Regions from separate parts of the Hordeum vulgare genome. Here region 1 is linked to region 2. The links are chromatin contacts, called in public Hi-C maps. All regions are on one chromosome and are shown on one strand. Each heading gives the region's core, a stretch centred on a gene start, on an enhancer-like site or on the middle of the called end of the contact. The rest is flanking DNA. Distances are from core to core; before and after follow the strand shown.

The links. A called contact is a pair of places that touch in the nucleus more often than the background predicts.
Region 1: a Hi-C map of seedling shows a contact between it and region 2, with 4 times the contacts expected there. The contact joins the promoter of LOC123450258 here to the enhancer-like site in region 2. A contact is called at or near these places in 2 of 6 Hi-C or Micro-C datasets (leaf and seedling).

Annotation. Positions count from the first base shown.
Region 1 is chr4H:50,402,662-50,409,109 of MorexV3_pseudomolecules_assembly, forward strand. LOC123450258 (heparan-alpha-glucosaminide N-acetyltransferase-like) reads left to right here and starts at 3,879. Exons shown (of 13, transcript XM_045127604.1): 1 at 3,879-4,223; 2 at 4,336-4,473; 3 at 4,593-4,674; 4 at 4,761-4,837; 5 at 4,926-5,041; 6 at 5,154-5,271; 7 at 5,346-5,462; 8 at 5,614-5,705; 9 at 5,800-5,866; 10 at 5,945-6,026; 11 at 6,118-6,209; 12 at 6,336-6,448. The coding sequence starts at 3,996.
Region 2 is chr4H:49,744,144-49,750,553 of MorexV3_pseudomolecules_assembly, forward strand. No RefSeq gene overlaps it. Among protein-coding and RNA genes, the nearest start is that of LOC123451168, 26 kb to the right of the region's middle. Within about 2 kb of position 3,633, at least 3 of the 3 cell types and tissues checked have open chromatin away from gene starts, as enhancers often do. A contact at or near this core is called in leaf and seedling, where this site is marked.

The DNA of each region.
Region 1 (6,448 bases), core at 2,629-5,128, 660 kb after region 2:
GATGTCGAAGATAATACATTTGTATGTGAAAGTTCTCTTTGTTAAACTAATCATTCATGAATTGCTTGTATGACCAGTATTGTAGTTGTAAAACTTCAATAGTTTTTACTTTCTAAACAAAATGTGAAACTACTACTAAGAATAAAGAACATTGATAATTTCATATTTATTATATTTCATTCATTCACGATTTACTCTTAGGATATACATGTAGCACAAGAATAAACATCAAACTACTCTCAAAAAGATATAAGTGAAGATCAATGAGTAGTCAAACAATCAAGTAGCTATGTGAGGACTCTCTCTCGATAAAGATTTTCAGATCTGAGTATTTTATTCAAAAAGAAAACAAAAAATGCACTCCAAGAGTAGCACACATCATGTGGACAAATGATAACTTAGGATCAACATTCCTAACCTAAGCTTAGATACGAAGAGGTGTAGGATGCGTAGCATCCCCAAGCTTAGATGCTTGATACTTCTTATAACATTTAATTGGGTGACTTGGGCATCCCCAAGCTTGAGCTTTTATATCTCATTCAATCCTCTCATATTGCGATTTCACCTAAGTCTCAAAAACTTCATCCACACAAAACTTGAAAAAAACTCGTGAGATAGGTTAGTACACATAAAAGTAAATCAACACTTCCAAACATTATCTGTTATTTACTATCATTTCCACAATTTATATCTATCAATATAGGCTATGGAAACTATAGGATAAGTAGATAACAAAACTATGACAGTAATCTGTCCAAACAGAACAGTCTGCAGCAATTTATGAAAACAGTGTACTTATGTAACAAGATTGTAAAGAACATCTACCAAAGAAAAACAATATAAAATGACGCTCCAATCAAACCACATATCATGTGACGAATAAAAATATAGCTCCAAGTAGGATATACCGATAATGTTGGAGATCAAAGAGGGGATGCCTTCCGGGGCATCCCCAAGCTTACACACGTGAGTCTTCATTGGATATTACCTTGGGGGTGCCCTGGGAATCCACAAGCTTATGTTCTTACTGCTCCTTATTTACCTCATAACGGTATCTCACCCAAAACTTGAAAACTTCAATCACACAGAACTTAACGGAACTTCATGAGATGAGTCAGTGTAATAAATATAGATCATTCACTTAGGTACATTCATGACAAGATTCATAATTGTTCTCACATGATACCTATTGTATTCTATCATTCCCATAATTTATATCACCAAATATAAGCTACGAAAACATTAAAATAAGCAACCTATGCATGCAAAACTGAATTTGTCAAAAACAGAACAGTCTGTGAAGATCAGAATGGACACCATACTTCCGTGACTCTAAAAATTCTGAAAAAATAGGAAAACGCAGATAATTTGCATGGAAATTTTGTGTACAAACTTCAGAATTTTTTGACTCTCCAGTAAAATCACATGATTCTTATACTGGACACAAAAGTTTATGTTTTCGCACAAAATCAAACAAACAAGTAACCACACCATCCCAAAGGATTTACTCGGCACTTTATTGAAACAAAAGCTATAAGACATGATTACGACAGTAGCTTAATCATGTGAACACACAAAAACAGAAAGTAAAAGTGTTGGGTTGTCTTCTAACAAACGCTTTTCTTTAATGCATTTTAGATACACATGATGATTTCAATGGTGCTCCTATAAAAAGTAGTAACTGAGGCATGCCAGAGATTGTCATGAATCACATGACAAGAATATTTAAGTCTAACCAACTTTCTATGCGTTTCCTATGACGGTCACCAACACAGAGCACTCGCCCTTTTTACTAGGTGCGGCATACAAAAGTTGCATACCTGATAGCTCTTCCACATACGTTGGAGTTTTTTTTTCTGAGAGAAGTGCATATTTCAACCCTCAAATCTTGTCTTAGTCTAATTTACAACTCCGAACTCTAATACCATCTAGATTTCAGCCTCAAACTCTTAAATTTGGCAAGGATTCAAGCCTCCCCTTCCTATAGACCGGTTTTCACCCATTGGCTATCCAGTCAGCAAGCCACGGCAGCAAAAAAAATCAAAATTTCTAGAAAAAACAAAAACCAAATTCGTAACTAAAAAATCCAGAAAATATAAATTTAAAATTATGGAGAATCAAAAAATATATAAATAAATCTGTATACTCGAAACAAATTCAGAAGTGTGGAAAATCAAAAAAATAAATTCGGTCTTGTTTTTGGAAATTTTCAAAAAAAAATCAGGATTCGTTTCTCAAAACTCTAAAATGGTTCAAAATTCGAAGAAAATTGTAAAATCAAAGGTAGAAGTTTGCCGGTCAAAAAAAAACTTTTCCAGTTGCATACTACTTTTTTTAGGTTTAATTTATGGGTGAAAAAATTGATATTTTTTATTTTAAATATTTACAGTTTTTTTTAAAAAAAAAGAATATTTGCATATTATATAAGTATTTTACATAAATATTTACAAGTATTTTACAGAGTTTGTTTTTTATAATCCTTTTTTATTTGACCCATTTTTTCTGAAAATTTGCTGATGTGGCTTACTGGCTGGATGGTCAACAGGTCAGAACCAGTCAATAGGGAGGGGAGGGTTGAATCCTGTCCGGCTTTAAGAGTTCAGGGTTGTAATTTAGACGTTGTTGGAGTTCGGAATTGCAAATAAGATTAAGGCAAAAATTGAGGATTGAGACATGCACTTCTCTCTCTCTTTGTTTGAAGGTACATAACTACGTTGGAGGTCGACGCCCCGCGGCCGGGTGCTAGTCATTAACCACAAGGTCCACATCTACTAAAAAAAAAGGGTCCACACCATGTCATAATTATTTGGAGTATACGTACTGGAGACGTCCGGTCTAACCCTGCCACCTGTATAATTCGATCACTAGTCCTTATCCAAGTGGAACAACGTGCTTCAACGACACGTCCTAAAACTATATATAAGACCATTTAACATGGCGCTTCCAGACGGAGCCGGCCGGCGACGCATGTCCTCTTCCATACTACAGACTGATTCTCCTATACGCACCTCTGCAGTATTGAATTGGAAATTATGAATCATTGAGAAAAGAGATGGTAGATGGTACAGCGTTTGCACCTATATGAAACATTGAGATCACGTCATTTGTTCTGACGGAAAAGCAGCTAAGCGCTAGTTTTCACTTTGATGAAGAAGGTAGAGAACAAGCGTGCTGAGGAAAAAGGAAAGGAAAAACGCCGACATGAAGAGAGTGATGTCAAATTTGCTTTTTTTTTTAAACATTGCTTCTCACCTTGTAATGTACTCCCTCCGTAAACTAATATAAGAGCATTTAGAACAATACTTTAGTAATTAAAACACTCTTATATTAGTTTACAGAAGGAGTATGTGTGTTCTAAGACAGCTCATCATTATTGATGTAGATTATACTTCCTCCGTTGAATTTGAACTAAAGCTAGGACACTTATTTTAAGACGAAGGAATTACAAAAGAAGCCGGTAGCAGTGGAGCACTTGTCAGCGTAGAACTTACCCCAATTAACAAATGTGCCCTCGTTGTTTATTTGTAGGTAGTACTAAAAATGCATATAATGAATGTATCTATAATTAAAATAAGTCTAGATACATTCATTTTTAGGACAAGTATTTTCGGAGGGAGATAGTACATAAGAGGTACAGACCATAAAAAGGGTTATCAAGGTCTTGACACATGGAAATCAGAGGACGTGAAGCCCCTGCTGAGCAAACAAGGAAAGCGACGAGCACACACTCATAGAAAACATGAACTTAATATTTAAAATACCACAAGACGGCAACCCAACGCTGGTGCCAGCATATATTTAGCACCTAGCTAAATACTTTCCTTTTGGCAGGACAGATTGACGGACAATTCTTATGATTGTGTAGCTGTATATAAAGTTCCACACATACATGAATCTCCTCTCATCTCGTAAGATTCTAAGTAGTTCGGTGCCAATGCTTCAGCTTTCAGGTACTAGAATCTAATCAAGTGAGTTGTGTTGCACACACATTTATCATGGAGAAGGGGCAGGACTTAGCAGCATCCGGCGGCGAGAAAGGTCCAGAGCAGCACGCCATTGATGTAGCTCCCATAGAGGTAGAGCACGGCGACGGCAAGGGCGACGACGTCATCCACGCCGGAGATGACACCGAGAAGGAGAGACTGGTCATTGTTGAGGAGCCCCAGAAGAAGAAGAGCACTAGGGTGGCAGCTCTCGATGCCTTCAGAGGGCTCACCATTGTGGTACTAAGCCATGTTCCTTCGAATATGATTACCTTTTCCCAAGCGAATATGGTATGAAATGCTTACAAGTCACCATGCATATGAACTGCTGACAGTCTCTTGCTCCGTGCAGCTGATGGTACTGGTGGACGATGCGGGCGGGGCTTACGAGCGGATGGACCACTCCCCGTGGAACGGTTGCACGCTGGCAGACTTTGTCATGCCCTTCTTCCTCTTCATCGTCGGTGTCGCGATCGCCTTTGCCATGAAGGTCAGTAAGCACTTATGCATGCGAGCTAGTGCTCATAGTCTTGCAACTTTGGTAAATCAAACATTTCTCGTGGATATGCAGATCTTTTTCAAATGCTCATCAGAATGAATATTTTACAGAGAGTTCCAAACATGGGTGCGGCTGTGAAGAAGGTCAGCGTCAGAACACTGAAAATGCTCTTTTGGGGCCTGCTACTGCAAGGTACTTGAAGTCGATGTGTAGAGTGTTTACACAATTCAGTTTGCACACATGTTGCTTAATTTGACACTATCAAACTCTGAATGTAGGTGGATACTCTCACGCTCCGAACGACCTTGCTTATGGAGTGGACATGAAGGAGATAAGATGGTGTGGCATCCTCCAGGTTCGGTTCATTTACCAAACAAACAAACAAACTTGTCGGTCATTTCATCATCTAGGCCTTAATCATAACAGAGTTATTGGTTCATCAGAGGATAGCTTTGGTGTACTTCGTGGTTGCTCTCATAGAGGTGTTCACCATAAAGGCGCGGCCTGCCACCGTCCGTTCCGGTCCTTACGCCATCTTCGATGCCTACCGGTGGCAATGGTACAACAATGTTTCCCTCATACTTGTCTTGCTGCACTGTCAACTGCATATTCTTAAGTTTTCCTCTCTCTGATTATGATGGAAAATTCTTGTCATTTCGGACAATTGACAGGTTAGGCGGTTTCATCGTCTTCGTCGTATACATGGTCACGACATTCTCGCTGTATGTTCCAGATTGGAGCTATGTGTACCATTTGGATGGTGATGTCAATGATGGGAAGCGGTTCACGGTACTTTGAGCTAACCTTTAGGATGCTATCCCTATTGATTATTTTCGTATTTGATACAGTACTTGTGTTTTCAGGTACAATGTGGTGTAAGGGGTCACCTGGATCCGGCTTGCAATGCAGTGGGTCATGTTGATAGGGTGGTCTGGGGGATTAATCATCTCTACTCGCAGCCCGTTTGGATCCGGACAAAGGTAGAACTTTAATCTTAATGTGTTAAGATTTTAATTTACTGTTATGTATAAGTAGCTAGAGAAAGTTTTCCTTACTAGCTAAATGTTGTACTACTCATTATGCTAGAAAGTGCAGGTCTGACAAAATGTGCACTGAAATTGCCATGTTCAGGATTGTACATTTAGCTCACCAGAAACAGGACCTCTCCGTGCCGATGCTCCAGCATGGTGTCTTGCGCCATTCGATCCAGAAGGATTATTAAGGTTGGAGATCCAACAGACCTTAAATTGAATTAATCTTAGTTACATAATTTGTTTATTTCACCTATTCAAGTATTTTCCCTGTTTTATGTTTCAGTTCAATATCATCGATTCTATCAGGGACAATTGGAATCCACTATGGCCATGTTCTAATCCACTTCAAGGTGATTATCCAAAACACTGTACCAGTATTGTTTAGATATGATAAAAGCAACTGTGACATAAAAGTTTCTTAATATTAGACCCATAAGGAGAGACTGAAACACTGGCTTTCGATGGGCATTTCACTCCTCTTGCTCGGCATTCTCCTTCACTTCACAAAAGGTAGTTATGCTAACAATCCATTTCCGTCACTTGAACTAATCAGTACAAACTGTGGCATCAGAATATTACATCCATCACTCATCTATTGTAGCTATTCCAATCAATAAGCAACTGTACAGTATCAGTTACGTTTGTTTCACTGCCGGCGCGGCTGGAATCGTTCTTTCAGCTTTCTACATGCTGGTATGGTTTATCATAAGTACTTAGAACATGAAAATCCTTTGTCGAAAAAAAACTTAGAACATGAAAATGACGCACTTCCATCAGCTCTTTCCCAATGATTTAACCATTTTATTGTCACATTGATAGATTGACGTCTGGGGCCTGAGAGTACCGTTCTTGTTCCTTGAGTGGATCGGCATGAACGCCATGCTTGTGTACGTCCTAGCGGCACAAGGCATATTTGCAGCATTTGTGAATGG
Region 2 (6,410 bases), core at 2,383-4,882:
ACCCACTCCTTTCCACCGGCCATGTAGTCTTTAAGGTTAGCCATAAGAATAAGGTTCCTCATGGCCTTCTCATATTCGATGTCAAGCTCTTCATCTTCATTGTAGTAGCCATGCTCCACATTGTCATCATCGGATGATATTCGCTCATCATAAGAAATAAGAATTTTATCAAAAATTTGACTATGACAATGTTCATGTTTATGCATTCGAATGGCTTGAACAATGATATTGTTAATAGTAATGACATCTCCTTTAGCACGCATGAGGTCACGAAGCTCAAATAGACATTTATCGAAGTTAGGATCGGTTGGCTTCATTTTGTCAAAAGCAATGCATTTGTGGAATATGATATCAAGATTTTTCAAGGAATAATATGGATATATTTTCTCTAAGTCTTTACACAAGGTATGAGCACACTCAAAGTTTTGCAACTGATTAAGCACATTTCTCGGTAAACCTCTAATGATAAGATTGACAGTGTTAAGGTTACCAAGCATATTAACTTCATCATCATGAGAAGGATGTATGTGGTCAATGGGAGGCGCATAGGGATATTCAACATACTTGCGCAAATGGAACTCAACAAATATAAGAAGCATTTCATTTTTCCGTTGTCTAAAGTACTCCCCATCAAGAATAGGCACTCTACAACTAAAAATCTAGGAACAAGTCACATTCATCTTCCTCTAATGGCGGTTAAACCAATGTTTTGGAGACCTTGCTCTGATACCAATTGATGGATCGATAGAATATGTGTCTAGAGGGGGTGTGAATAGACTACTTGTCAAGATAATTTTTTTGTCTTTTCCCAAATTTACTTGAGAAACAGCTATGATAGTTATAGCAGGTCAAGTACACCCTACACATGCAGTTCTAAGAGTATAGCAACGAAATGTAAAACATGCAAGTGTAATGTAGAGGAGTAAGGTAGGGAGATCAAACGCATGAGGTTGACACGATAATTTTTGGCATGGTTCCGATAGGTTGCGCTATCGTACGTCCATGTTAGTGGAGACTTCAACCCACGGAGGGTAACGGCTGCGAGAGTCCACGGAGGATCCACGATGAAGCGGCCTTGTCTATTCCACCACGGCTTCCGTCCACGGAGGACTAGCCTTACTCACGGTAGATCTTCACGAAGTAGGCGATCTTCTTGCCCTTACAAACATCTTGGTTCAACTCCACAACACGAAATAGGAGGCTCCCAAGGACACCTAACCAATCTTATTTTGCGGTGTGTTTGTTGGGACCAATTAATTATGGATTTATGATTAGATTATTCATTGAACGTACTCCCTTCGGCTCAGTCTACAAGTCTGGCACATGTACCTAGGTCGTCAATTTGACCAACTTAATTAGAATCATATATAATAAAAATATATCGTTAAAAACTTTAAACGTTCTATTTTCTAATGATATTTTTTATGTTAAACAATATATAAGTCAAATTGATTTAGAAACACGTGCATGCCTTCTAAACTGTGACAGATGGAGTAATTGAGTCTTTTGTGAACTTCTTATCCATGATTGCTATAGCTTTGTAGTTTTCTCCGATCTATGTGTTTGGTTTGGCCAGCTAAATTGATTTATCATTACTCGGTGTGGTGCGTTGTAGTTGGTTCAATCTTATGATGCTCCATATCCCAGTGACAGAATATGACGAGACGCATGTTTGTATTGTTGAAAGAAGGGTTCAAGATTTTTTTGTGAATTTGAATCTTTTTCCTAAATTTAAGAAATATCTTAATTTTGGAAAAGAATCACAAATTTGAAAAGAATGAAAAATAAAGTAAAAATAATAAATAAACTTATACAAAACTCATCCTGAAAAAACCCATGGGAAAACCGCTCCAGAAAATGGTGGAACATTCTAGAAGATTGTAAAACAAATTACAAAAAGCTACATTACTGGCTGAACAAGAACTTGACATGTACATCATACAGTGCAACGTGAAAAAAATAGTTAAATGATTTTAGCCGAGGGTCAAACGGGGGTGTGTGTGACGTTACCAGAACACTAGTAAGTGGCGTTTAAGGCGCTGCATAGGGTTTGGCAGTTTTTTATACTCCCTCAATGCACAAATGCAAGATATTCTTACTTTTTTGAGAATCAAATGTATATAATGTGTTTATTATTCATTTCACTTTCTGTCTTTCCCATATAAAAAGTCTAAAACATTTTATATTTGTGAGCCGAGGGAGTATTTCATTACTATGGCACTCGATATCATATGGGCTAGTGCTGGGCCATTTGCATCGTCTTTTCTCCAAACGAAACAGCGATTCAGTGTTGCGAGAAGTGGGACATACTTCACGCAAAACCCTATTTCAATCTCTTCTTCTTTTTGTTTTCATTTTTCATTTTTCTTTTCTGTTTCAAAAATTGTTCTGGATTTTCAAAAATTGTTCTACAGTTTTAAAATAAGTCATGGATTTTAAGAAAATATTTTGCAAATTCGTTTTTTTTTTTGCTTTTCAGAAAAATATTCTGGATTTTAAAAAAAAATAGGGATTTCAAAAACGTTCTTCAAATTCGGAAAATGTTTCGGTTTTTTTCTATATTCTAAAAAAATAGGCTGCATTTTGAAAAAATGTTCTTCAAATTCGCAAAATGATTTTGCTTTCTAAAAAGTATTCTAGATTTTCAAAAATTGTGTGCGAATTTCAAAAATTGTTCATCAAATTCAAAAAATGTTTTTACTTTTTAGAAAATTGTTCTAGATTTTCAATAATAGTTCTAGATTTAAAAAAAAAATCAAAAATGATTTTGTTTTTTGAAATTGTTCTCAAGATTCAAAAAGTGTTCGTGTTTTCAAAAAAAAATCACGTTTCTGAATTTGTTCAGTATTTTTTAAAATTGTTCTCGTTTTCATATTTGTTCTCAAGATTCAAAAAAGGTCCATGCTTTAAAAAATTGTTCACTCTTTCAATTTTGTTCGGAAATTTCCAAAGTTTTCTCCATTTCAAAATTTTGTTTTCTCAAGATTCAAAAAATGTTCTTGCTCTAAAAAATTGTTCGCGGTCCCAAATTTGTTCTCAAGATTAAAAAAGCGTGCATGGTTTAAAAAATTTCCACGCTTAATTTTTTTCTCTGATTTTAAAAACATTCATGTTTTGAAAAAATGATTAAGAAATTCAGCGTTTGTTCGTTTTGATCAAAAAGAAAAAAAGAAAAATGAGAAGAAAAACGAGCCAAAAAGGAAAAAATAAATAAGGAGAAAAGGAAAAAATAAACAGAAAAAAAGAAATAATTGGTATGTGAATCTTGAGAAACCCACTGCCGCAGCAAGCGGAAGGTAGGAGACACCGGAAAACCCAATTAGTCGCTTTGTGCGAAATCATATCGGGCCATGGGCGGGAGAGGGATCGCTTTTCAAATGGATGGCCCGTTTTTGGGAACCTTGTTTCTATATATGGCCATGGGCAGCCCGGTCCGAAAAAGCCCGAACCGACCCGGCCCGACCTTGCCATAGGTCGGGCTCGGGCCTGAATTTTGTGCTCGAAGAGTATGTCGGGCCAAGCTTGGGCTTGGTGTTTTTGCGTTTTAGGGAAGGGGCCCGGACCGAGGACCGAAGCCCGACGGGATTTAGAAGTGATGGCCCGAGTGTGGGCCTAAAATATAGGCCCGACGGCCGAGCGGGCCCGGGCTTGGGCCTATGTTTTAGACGTTGGGCTTGGTCTCGCCCGGCCAAGCTATGGCCAGGTATACGTGTTCCCACCTAGTTTTTTCGGTTTTGGAAAACTTCTAAAAGGTTCCATGAACCTATGTTTTTTCTTTTTCTTTTTTCTTTATTCATTTTTCTTTTCCGTTTTTATTTCAGAATATGTTTTTGATTTTCAAAAAAAATGTTTTTTTGAATTTTGAAAGAAAAATCTTGATTTTAAAATCTGTTACGTGTTTTCCAAAAATTATTCTCGGTTTCAAAATTTGTTATCAAGATTCAAATTTGTTCTTAGTTTCAAAAATAATTCTTAAGATTCAAAAATTGTTCGTGCTTTAAAAAATTATTCGCACTTTCAAATTTGTTCAAAAAATTTCAATTTTTTCTCGGTTTCAAAATTTGTTCTCAAAGTTCAAGAAATGTTCATGCTTGAAAATTTTGTTTGCGCTTCCAAATTTGTTTTGTGTTTTTCAAATTTGACCCGGTTTCAAAATTTCTTCTGAATATTCAAAAAATGTTATTACTTTAGACAATTGTTCGTGCTTCCAAATTTGTTCACATTTTGTTAAAATTATTCTCGGTTTCAAAATTTGTTCTCAAAATTTAAAAAAAAATCACGCTTTTCATTTTTTCGGTTTTTTTTCAAAATTGCTTTCCTATTCAAAAAACATTTCTCAAGATTCAAAAAATGTTCATGCTTTAAAAAATTGTTTGCGCTTAAAAATTTGGCCACGTTTTTATAAAATTGTTCTCTGTTTCAAAATTTCTTCTCAAAATTCATAAAATGGTTGTGCTTTAAAAATTTGTTCGCACTTTCAAATTTGTCCACGATATTGAAAATTGTTTTCGGTTTCAAAATTGTTTCTGAAAATTCAAAATATATCTGTGCTTCAAAAATTTGTTCGCGCTTTCAAATTTGATCGGGTTTTTTCAAAATTGCTCGTGTTTTCAAAATTTTATTATCAAGATTCGAAAATGTTCGTGCTTTACAAAATTGTTCGTGCTTCCAAATTTGTTCAAGTTTTTTTCAAATTGTTCGCGGCTTTAAAATTTGTTCTAAAGATTTAAAAAATGTTTGTGATTTTAAAAACTTGTTCACGCTTCCAATTTTCTTCAGTGTTTTCTAAAATTTGCGTCAACTAAAAAAAGAAAAGGAAAAATTAAAAAGAACAAACCCAAAAAAAAAGACTGGGCCGACCCAGTCGTGGTGTCCCCTGTGCGGCGCAGGGGCTCTGTGCCGCAATCAGCGGCAGGTAGGAGCTGCCCTACTTCGGAGGGGGACTCCTATGTCTTGCTTGACAAAAGAAGTAGAAGACTCTCACATGTAGGTAAGCGCAAAATGGGCAGGCCCGGGAGAACATGAGACCCATGAGACATATAAACTCTCTTATGACTTTTTTTGTTTATACTCTTAATATTCTAAATAAATATATTGCAGAAAGCACATTCCATAAACTGTTTGAAAAATATTAATCAAATGTTTGAAAAACATTAAATGTGTATAGAGAAAATCATATGTACAAAAAATATACAGTGTGTCTGAAAAAAGGTGGTCCTGTATTTTCAAATTTTGACCATGTATTATAACTATTATATAAGTATTTTTATAATATAAGTTTTCAGAAAACTTTAATCATATATTAAGAAAATGGAAAGAAAATTATATAAAAATGTTTCTGATCTATATGAGAAAAAGTTAGATGTCTCCTGTAAGAAAACACAATATTAAAAAGTGTAAAAAACAAGAAAAGTGTTGAATGTCTCCATGTAAGAAAACAAAAAAAGATATTTCTGATTTATAAGAAATGTAAAAAAAAATAAACTAGAAAAAACAAAGAAAACAAAGAAACAAATAAAAATAACTAGAGTCTAGAAAAACCGAGTGAAAATAAAAAAAACAAATAAAACGTATAATAACAAAAAATGAAGAAAGTCATGTAGAAACAAACAAAACCTGTAGGAACCATGAAAAAACCCAGAAATGATGAAAAAATAAGAAAACGAAAAAAAAAAGAAAAGAAAAGAGGAAGAAACCCAAAACCAACTAATGTAACGAAAGTGGGGAGCGAGAGTTCGATAAATCCGAGGGGCGACGATGAGGAGAAATTGGTCCGTCCTATAACCAGAGAAGAGAGAAAACCCTTCAGGCGAGATAACCTACCATCTTGTCATAGTTGAGGCCACACATGCAGGGCATGGAGTTGGCTGGGTCCAGTTTCAGGATCCGCGTAGGAATCGCTCACTTTTATTTTGTTCATTGGCTGATGTTTGTTTCTTCTTCTTCTTCTTCTTCATTTTTCTTTTTGTTTTTTGGTTGGGTTTTTTCTTCTGGTTTTTATTTTTAGTTTTGTTTTTCCCTTTTCCAGATTTCCTTTTCCATCCACTGTTTTTCTTTTTTGTTCAGTTCGCTCTGTACTAGAAATTTCTTCAATATAGTAGAATTTTAATATATTTTGAATTTCATAGAATTTTGTTTAATATAACAATGCACTTTTTATTCTTGATATACGATAAACATTTTCAATACAAATCTAAATCTGGTTAGTGTAGGACGAACTATGTGTAATACACTTGAAAATTTACATATATACAATCAAATTATTTTCGTGTGGAATGAAATTTCTTCGACCTATGGTGACCTTTTATTTCATACGAATCAGATTTTTTTAAAGTATGATGATTCTTTCTAATATATATTGAACTTTATTTCATGTACAGTGAACTCTTTAATATATGCTGCTTTTTTAG